Regions from separate parts of the Arachis hypogaea genome. Here region 1 is linked to region 2. Evidence: chromatin contacts called from public Hi-C data. All regions are on one chromosome and are shown on one strand. The core of a region is the stretch at or near the end of the contact, and the rest is flanking DNA. Distances in the headings are between cores, read along the strand shown.

Region 1 (4,665 bases), core at 1,406-3,905, 61 kb before region 2:
TGTGGCAGTGATCAAGTCCACGTAGAAGTTGCTGCATGTAACATTTAACCTGCCAATTTCAAACTCAAAATTAAATCTCCTTGATTATCTTTGTGGAAATCTAATACCATCAATGAATTCTCTTCCAAGTCTTAATAGGTTCTTTTTCCAAACCCAAAGACATAGTTAAAACTTGGTGATATTTTTTAGTTGTTTATTAAATCACTAAATCTTAATCTAGAGAGAGAGAGAGAGAGAGAGAGAAGCTTCCAAAATTACCTGTGCTTCTGTAAACTTCAGTCCTGGATGTGATGCGAGCCCAGCCAAGTCATGTTCCATGTACTCAAAAACAAGGTATAAGCTGCATGACATCCTAGATGTAACCAAGCCTTCCAATTTTATGACATTTGGATGATCAAGCCTACGCAGAATGTGAATTTCCCTTGCCATGAAGCGAACACTCTCAGGCTCAAGATTATCAAACCTCACTTTTTTCAGAGCAACAATCTTTCTTTGTTCAAGATCACGAGCTCTATAAACATTACTATAAGTTCCTTGGCCAATCTACACAGAAAAGGGTGAAAAGTTAGTCATGGCAGAAAAGTATCAAGAAGGTAATATTGATATCTTAAAATTTTTCTTGTTCCAACTCCAATTTCAGCTGAAATGGACCATAACATGAATTCAATAATGCATATAAAGGAAACAAAATCTGCTGCCGAGATTGCTGGCCTTGTCATTACCAACATGAAGCAGTAAAACACCAATCATACCTTCATTAGCGCTTCACAGTCAATCATCAATAAAATTCCAGAATTTTGTGCAAAATATTGTACAATGAGATCATGGAGATCAAATATCATGTTAACAAGAAACCTTGAAAAACATAAGAAAACAGCAAGGAGGGTTGGAACTTGGAAGACAGGGTTAAATCCTACTAGAGATAGTTTCTCTACCAATAGTTATACATTACCTAAATTGAGCATGAAAATAACAGAAATATGTCAATTCACTATCTAAAGTTAGTAGAAACTAGACAATTATGTTAGAGAAGTCAACCTAGCATCATGGCAACTTTACATACTCAAAAAAATAAGGAAATGGGGAAGCTGGTTTCTCATTTTCAAAAATAACAAAATAGGGGGCACAAAGATCAGGGGAAAAATACTCAGAAATATATTTGAAAACATTAAAATTCAAATCAATAGTCTACAAGGTAAAAACACATTATCCACATATAAAGAAAGATTGGTCAATATGCAATAAGCTAGGTAGCCAGATAAAGGAAAGAAGCAATACTTTATCCAACTTCTCAAAAGAATCTGCACGCCGAGGCAACCATCCTTTGATAGCCTCTCCAGCCACTGCAGCCAGCCATGAGGGCCATCCAGCTGCAACATGCTCTCCTTCCATGGCCTTGGGAACGGTACCAATTGCCGGATGTGGAGCTACAACATATTCCATTTTCTCCCTCTTCCTCTCAAAATTATCAGCTTGCACACGAACGGCTCCGTTCCCTTGCTTATCAATCAATCCAACCCTCGGATCATTGCTATCGTACCTATCCTTCACTCGATACGATTCCTCCCTCCTCGATGAAGCTCCCCTAGCTACACGCAAATCCGACACGGCCTTGCCCGATAAACGCTCCCTCGGACTCTCCTTACTGTCCTCAATGGCAGAGGGCTTGCAACACATGCCCCCCATTATGCACACCAAACACCCTCTCCCCCAAAAACCAATCTCCAAATCTCAATGTTTCAACCCTTCAACAGCATTTCCAATATTCTACCCTAGCATCATTCACTTCTAATAACCATAACCACCCAAAAAAAATCCACAAACCCTTCCCCAAATGTCACACCAACAAAGCTAAAATGCAATATTAACAACACATAGCAAGCCAGTACTCTTTACCAACCCAAAATTTAGTCACAAATCAGGAAACACAATATACCCAACAAATCCAAATAAACCCGATAAAATAAACAATCTATCTAGCAGTAAAAGCCCTCAATTTCAACAAATCAAGCCTCACAAATCTAAAAATTACAACTTTACTGTACCCCAGTTGAAGCAAAACCATCAAAACTTCAAAATAAGGGTTATTCTGCAGAGCAAAACCAAATTTCCAAGTGAAAACCTAAAATTTTCTGATCCAGGAGATAGAAAAGCTTGCAAATTTACAAACATCAAAACAGATCCTCAGAACCTTCTGAAAGTGAGCTCCCAAGGCATGGTTATGGAGCCTCTGAAGGATTTGCAAGAACCCAGAGAAAGAGAAATTAAAAAAAAAGGGTATGATTGAAAACTCAGGAATGGATGGAGAGAAAAAGCAAGGAAGCCATGGATCTAGGGCATAACACAAGACAGATTTGAGAGAATGATGGTAGAGTGTGTCTTGGAAGATGAAGAAAGCGAACAAACATGGTAAAAAAAGATTCAATAATAATAATAATAATAAGATTTATATTTAAATATTTGCATTATTTTATTATAAGTATAAGTACTAATAAGTAAATGCGTGACATCAATATATGAAAAAGTTTAGTTAGGAAAATAATAAATAATTAAATGTTGTCGCGGCGCATATTTATGTTGCAAAGAGGGAGTGTCCCCTGCACTGCAGCTTTGTGTGAAGAGAGAGAGAGAGAAACTCTGTCAAATACACAGTGCATCAAGACATTCCTCGTCTTCTTCATATACTGCCACGCGCCCGCACAATTTTACTGCTATGGCAAATTAACATTAATATTAATATTAATTATATCAAATTTAATTTTAATGTATTCAAAATATAAATTATTTAATTATTTTATATTATTAATAATATATTAAAATTATATTCTAATATATAATATAATAATATTTTTTAAAAAATTTAATCGGTCGAATTAAGATAAGCATTCTTAATCATGGACAAAACGTATACGTTCAACTCTTGCAAGAAAACATATTTAATTGTTTGACTCTTATTCTCCATTTAATATAGTGTATTATTGCATAAAAATAATTATTTGTACAACAAAAAAATTATTTTTACATCTATTAATTTTTTGTTTTTGTTATATTTATTATTTACTACTATTTATAAAAAAAGTAATTTAATTGAATAATATATAAATAATTTATGTTATTAATATATGAAATTTACACTTATGATCTTTTACCAAATTTGAAATACTTGTTTAATAGGTATATAAATTGTTAGTGATACAAGCTTTTATATATTATTGATGGAAACTGTTTCTAGAATCATTTGATTATATATAATTTACACAATCAAAATCATTTTTTTCCTACAATCAAAATCATTTGATTCTCATTAAAGTTAGGGGTGTGCATGGGCCGGGTGAAACCGGGTTTGATGTGACCCAGACCCGACCCGAAATATATACCGGGCCTATTTGTTAGACCCGAACCCGACCCTAGACCCGATGAAACCTATACACTTTCGGGCCACGATTATACCGGATAAAAACCGGGTGAAAACCGGGCCGTTAATATTATATTACCTTGATACCTTCTTATAAGTTAGCAAGTAAAAATATCCAAATTTCCAAGACTCCAACCATTATTTGACATAGTAAAATTCACTTAGAAAAATATAATAAGAACTAACTCTTCTCTAAAATTAAAGTATAACCATAATCAATACTAATATTGCCTAATAACACCAAATATTTAAATCAATACAAGTAACACAAGTTTATGCATTAGTCTAAAGTCTTATGCATTTTAAACATAAAACATTAACTTATAGTCTTATATATAATGACTAATAACACAAAATATTAAGGTTTACAATACTTAAATTTCACATAATAATAGCCATCATCCATCACTAATAACACAAAATATTAATTGTGTATGATGACCGGGCCACCGAGCCGATTTCGGGTGACCCGAGCTATGGCCCGGACCCGACCCGAAATAATGACCGGGTCTACTTTTGAGACCCATACCCGGCCCTAGACCCGATGAAATCACATCAAATTAGCCCCAAAGTGTTCGGGACCGGGCCGGATCTTCGGGCCGGGCCGGGTCATGCACACCCCTAATTAAAGTTATCTCAAAATCTTATCAAAACAATTTAAGGCATGATTAATTAATAATATAGAGTACTTTATATCCATAATATATTAAAATAGTCTTACCGTGTATTCAAGTTTTTTTAGTAATTAAATTGGTTTAATCTCAATAAAAATTAGTTTTATTAGTAAAAGTATGAATAATATATGTTTAACTTATTATCTCTACTAAGGTTAATATTTGTATTTCGCATTTTTTTTCTATAAATTTTTTTTATCGTTATTTTTTATTGTTTTTGTTGTTAGTTATTACTTTTTTTGTTCCTCATTTTCCTGATAATTTTGTAGAGAAGAAGAAAATGACGATGAAGAAAGAAAATTTTAAATTTGACAAAAAAAATTAATATTGATATTTCTTAATTTTGGCACTGAAATTTTGCTACAAAAATATAAAAATGTTTTCTTTGATAATATTACATTTTTTTTATTTTTTTTATTTTTCTTTCTTTCTTTTTCTCATGTTTTTACTTCTTTTTTTAAGAGCATTACTTCTCATGTTAGATTTAAATAAAAATGTCTATATTGTGTTGCAATCTTATTTAATTGAAAGAATGTAGGTTCATACTTATTAGATTAAATTATTGTCAAAAAAGTC
Region 2 (4,968 bases), core at 2,301-4,800:
AGTTAGACTTCTTAATTTAAGAAGATAAATATAAAATAGCAAGTTAGTTATTTTATTAAAATAATAAAATTTTTGGCTCAATCAATGGTAAATTTTCTTTATAATATTTTAATTTATTACTAATTACATGCATTAAATGTGATTTATATAAATGGTACTACAATCATACATAATTTAAAATTAAAGAGTTAAATTAGTATAAAACAATTTCTATGATTACTAAGTGATGTTCTAACATTAATTTTAATATATTATTAAATAGAGTATTGTCTAAATTTTTACATATTTTTTGTTTTTTTATTTTTTTGGAAGTATAATCTTATTAGGAACGTCAAAGTAATATTCGAACATAAAGTTTGGAAATTTAAAGTTAGAGTACTTTAATTGTGGAGTGTAGAGTGTAAAACAATTTGAAATGTGTATACAAAAATCTCCAAATCTAAATAGTTCTAATTGATGAAGAAGTAATGGTAATTTATATATCAATAATAAATCAATTATATATTTTATATAATTCTTAATTAATTCTTTCTTTTGATATTATTTTATAAGGGTGTCCTATACTTTATAAAGTGCACAATTAAAAATCCAAATATATCTTTATTTGAGAAAAAAGATATTTTAAAAAAGAGTTTATGATATGATCAACTTTGATGTTGGTCAAAATAAGATTAGGTTCAAACCAACTAGGTATGAATATAACATTATTTTAAAAAGAATACTATTTTGTACTCAGTTGAAGACTCTCTAATTTCAAATTTTTTTTTTTACTTTGAACCAAATAAAAAAATACCCAAAAATAAGAGATGATCCATATTTGATAGGTAAGGTTATATAAGGTTATACAATTTATATTCAAATTAGTTGATTTAAATATATTTTGATGAATTTTTTAAAATTAAAATTTTGTGCTTTTAATTTATAAATATAATAGAATTTGTAATTGAAAAAAATTTAAAAGTCTATAATAAATTTAATAGTGTAATATTTTTATTATGCTAGAATTTAATGAGTTTTAATAAATTAAAATAATTATAAAAATATTTTTAAATTTAATATAAAAAAATTATTTTAAATTTGTCTTAATGTATTATAAAATTAGATCTAAGTTAAAATTTATATTATGTAAAAATTTTACAAAATTTATTAAGTATATTTATAATCACATAAATAAAAAATATATTAAATAAGTTAAATATATTTATAATTTTTTAAAAATATTTTAAATATAAATATAAAAAAATAAATAACTTTTTATGCATGGCACAGTAGCACAAATACATACACCTATGTGTGTGTGTGAAAGGATTAAAAAGTTTTATAATTCTTATCCTTTTGCAAGAATCATTGTATTGTCTTTTTCTTTCCTTCATGCTTTTGTTCATTGACCACCGCCTAGACTCCTTGGACAGGCCAAAAGATAACAATAAACCCCTCTCATCTCAAGTAACCTTTTCTTTCATCCAAAGGGTTAAAAAAGGTGTGAAATTATGATAGTTTCATAATTTGTATAAATTTGAACAAGTCATCTCATCAGCCCTAAAAATGATAACTAACAAAAATTCAACCGAATCAATTGGGATACCCTAGCAAATAATAAAGTATTGTGATATTAAGCATGATCATTTAAAATGTTTAGGATTTGTTTTGGTGTGGTAGAGTTTGTCCATTTGCAAAAATGAGTGTTGTTAAAATAGAAAGAATTTTGATATTCTATACGGTATATATGTCTTTTCCCAAAATCACATGTATCATCCTCCTAAAACAATGACTAAATGTATGAGGTTTTTATTTAGAAAATGAAAAGCATACCTAAAACATGAACTTGAGTTACACTTAATTACACATTATTATAAATAGCAACCCTAAATAAACAATTACAATATAATTACCAAAATACATTTTTTTAAAATATTTATACTGTAAATTGTGATAATTAATTTTTCCACAATAAATCATCCACTTAACCACAAACGAATGACTATTGTACGTTTTTTTATGTCTAAAATAAGATTTAAATTTCCGACTTCATGGTTAAAAAATTAGGTAATGACTAATGACCAATTAAACCACACCTACATGATTGCTGAAAACACACTTTTAGTATGTAGAGAGAATTAAGATTGAGTTGAATAAAAAACTAATTAAAAAAGTTAATAATTATTTTGAATGGTTAAATTAACATTAGTGATTATTAAAAAAATCTACCAAATACGACTATAAAATTGTTCCATCTAATATGATTTTAAGATTTAAACTTTGAGACTATAAAAGAAGATCTATATATTATTCAGTCAACTTAATATCAATAAATTTGAAATTACAAATTAGGAAAAAATATCCATCCCTCTACTCCATGTGCGCTAATAATAAAAATTGGAAGATATATATATATATATATATATATATATATATATATATATATATATATATATATATATATATATATATATATAAGAGACAACAAAATCAAAGGGAAGTGACTAAACAATAAAAATAGTCCAAATAGAAGAGAAGCCAACAATGACATTTTGGGGTTGAGAGAGAACTTTTCCTTTTTTATATTGTATTATTAGGTGTAAAATTTTTTATGATAAGTCAAATTATGTATTAAATACTGCTATAATTATTTACAAAACGTCAGTAATATTCTGTATTTTTATTACTAAAATAATATTTTTATTACAAAACGTCAAAGATATTTTGTTTTTTTATAATTAAAAGTTTTTTCTATTACAAAATATTAATAATTTTTTATACTACCACCACAACTGTATAAAACATTAAAATAATAAAATATTTTTGTATTTTATATTAAAATTATTTATATATAAAAATTTTAGCTGTTGAGAGAAGAGAAAAAAATATAAAATAGTTTTTTCGGTTAATATAAGTTAATTTTTAAAATTTTTTGTTTATTTCAAACTTTATATTTTAAATTATAAATTATTAATTCAAAAAATTAAATTTAAACTTTAACATTAATTAATATTAAATAATCAAAAGTTGATTTTATATATTTTTTTAAAAAAAATAGGGGAAGGACTTTTTTTACTCATAATAATCCTCCCCAAGAAAGCAACAAAAGAAGAATTAGGGAGGAAAAGAAAAGTTGATGAAGGACAAGAGGTTCCAATTAGCCATGACCCTACCCTCAAACCAGCTGTCTAAGGGGCATTTAATATTTCAACAGTTATCCAAAATAATCATTCATGGCTGAAATTTATGTCTTTGCCTTGTGCCATTGAGACATGCAACGAGTATAGTGGGGTCCTTTCTTTGATCATAAGTTAATATATGGGGGCATTGCCATTGGTGGGTCCGTTGTTACACTCTTGTGTCTTTATAGGGGCATAACATTGGAGTGAACTTTTCAAGATCATGAATCCCTCTTCACATTTTGTAAATTATATAATGGACAATCCCGACTTTGATTTTAATAATGGCTACACAAAGTCAAATACTAATCAGATAGTCACACACTCACACCCCATACGAGAGCTGGGACATGCTTGCCTCTTACCTTTGCTTTTTTTTTTTTTTTTCTGAGGTACCAATTCAATACCACCACTTATATCAGATAAATGTGAGCTAATATAAATGGGTCAAGTAATGGGTGGAGGTAAAATGGGCTTGAATCAAATTAGAGTCCTGTTGTGGCTAAATAAATTAGTTTGGATCAAATGAGAGTGGTTTTTTTCTTTGATAAGAGTGAGACTCGAACCTACGATTTTTAGATAAATATAAAAAGATCATGTCATTTAAGTTATAGTTCGTTGACAATAAAGTTATGCTGTTGAAAACGTGAAGGGGTTGGAAAAAAACCAGATATCTTATTAAGTGATTAGTAAGCAAAGGAAAATTCTATGATCCCTATTAATTGTTGTCTAATTTTTTGTAGTAAATTTTGAATTTTTAAAAATAATTTATTTTTATATCTTTTAAATTAAATATTAATTTTTAATTCTTTTCAGTAAATAAATACCACTTTTTAGGCATTATAATATTCACCGTAAACAAAATGTAAATCTTCAATGAGTTTATGTCAAATTTGGTGAAGGAGGAAGTGAATTGACGGGTATATGAAAGGAAACATTTGCGCTTTTACTAGAGTTTAGACACAATTCCTTATAGTTACAGATTTTTTATTTTAATAAATTAATTAATTATAATAATTATCGAAATAAATAATTTTAAAAATATTTATCGAAATAAAAATTCTTTTTTTATCTCGTTTACATTTTAAATGAGATAAGACAGATGGACGCGAAACATATATATCTCATTTACAGTGTAAACGAGATATATGTATTTTTTAAAAAAAATTTGAAAATAATAAAAAATATTAATATTATCAATAATCCAAACTTTTAACATGCAATTAGTACATAAAAAGGTTGATAGAAGAGATTAAAATAGATATGTTTAATCAATTAGTATTTAAAAAAGTTGATGGATAGTGGAAAGAGAATTGAAACGGTTATTTTTCACGTTATCTCCCACTATTTACGTGACGTTTCAATTCTCTCCCCACTATCCATCAATCTCTCTTAACAATTGGCAAATACTTATTTTTATTTTTATTTAAATCAATCCAATTGGATCATAATTTAATTTAAAAATTTTTAAAATGGATATGTTTGATGAATTAGTACTCAAGAAGAGTACATAAAAAATTTTAGTTTGTATATGTACATAAAAAAATTTATATTTCAAATTTTTATGTACTCTCATGCAACAAATAAAATTTATATGTACTCCCGTACAACAAACAAAAAGAAGTAGATAAATATAGAAGAAACAAATATATTAATAATGTATAGACAAATATATTAATAATGTATAGTTAAAAATATATTTATAACTGCTCATTACTATTTACTAGTGATTTATTTAATAGGCAATAATTATCTATTACTAGTTACTCATTACTATTTATACGTAATTTATTTAATGGACATTAACTAT

The links. A called contact is a pair of places that touch in the nucleus more often than the background predicts.
Region 1: a contact with region 2 is called in a Hi-C map of leaf, with 1.8 times the contacts expected there. The contact joins the promoter of LOC112772335 here to the enhancer-like site in region 2. A contact is called at or near these places in 2 of 8 Hi-C or Micro-C datasets (both in leaf).

The regions. Positions count from the first base shown.
Region 1 is chr18:24,917,603-24,922,267 of arahy.Tifrunner.gnm2.J5K5, reverse strand. LOC112772335 (probable serine/threonine-protein kinase At1g54610) reads right to left here and starts at 2,655. Exons shown (of 8, transcript XM_025817256.3): 1 at 1,279-2,655; 2 at 259-543; 3 at 1-49. The coding sequence starts at 1,686.
Region 2 is chr18:24,857,468-24,862,435 of arahy.Tifrunner.gnm2.J5K5, reverse strand. No RefSeq gene overlaps it. Among protein-coding and RNA genes, the nearest start is that of LOC112769791, 31 kb to the right of the region's middle. Within about 2 kb of position 3,550, at least 2 of the 3 cell types and tissues checked have open chromatin away from gene starts, as enhancers often do.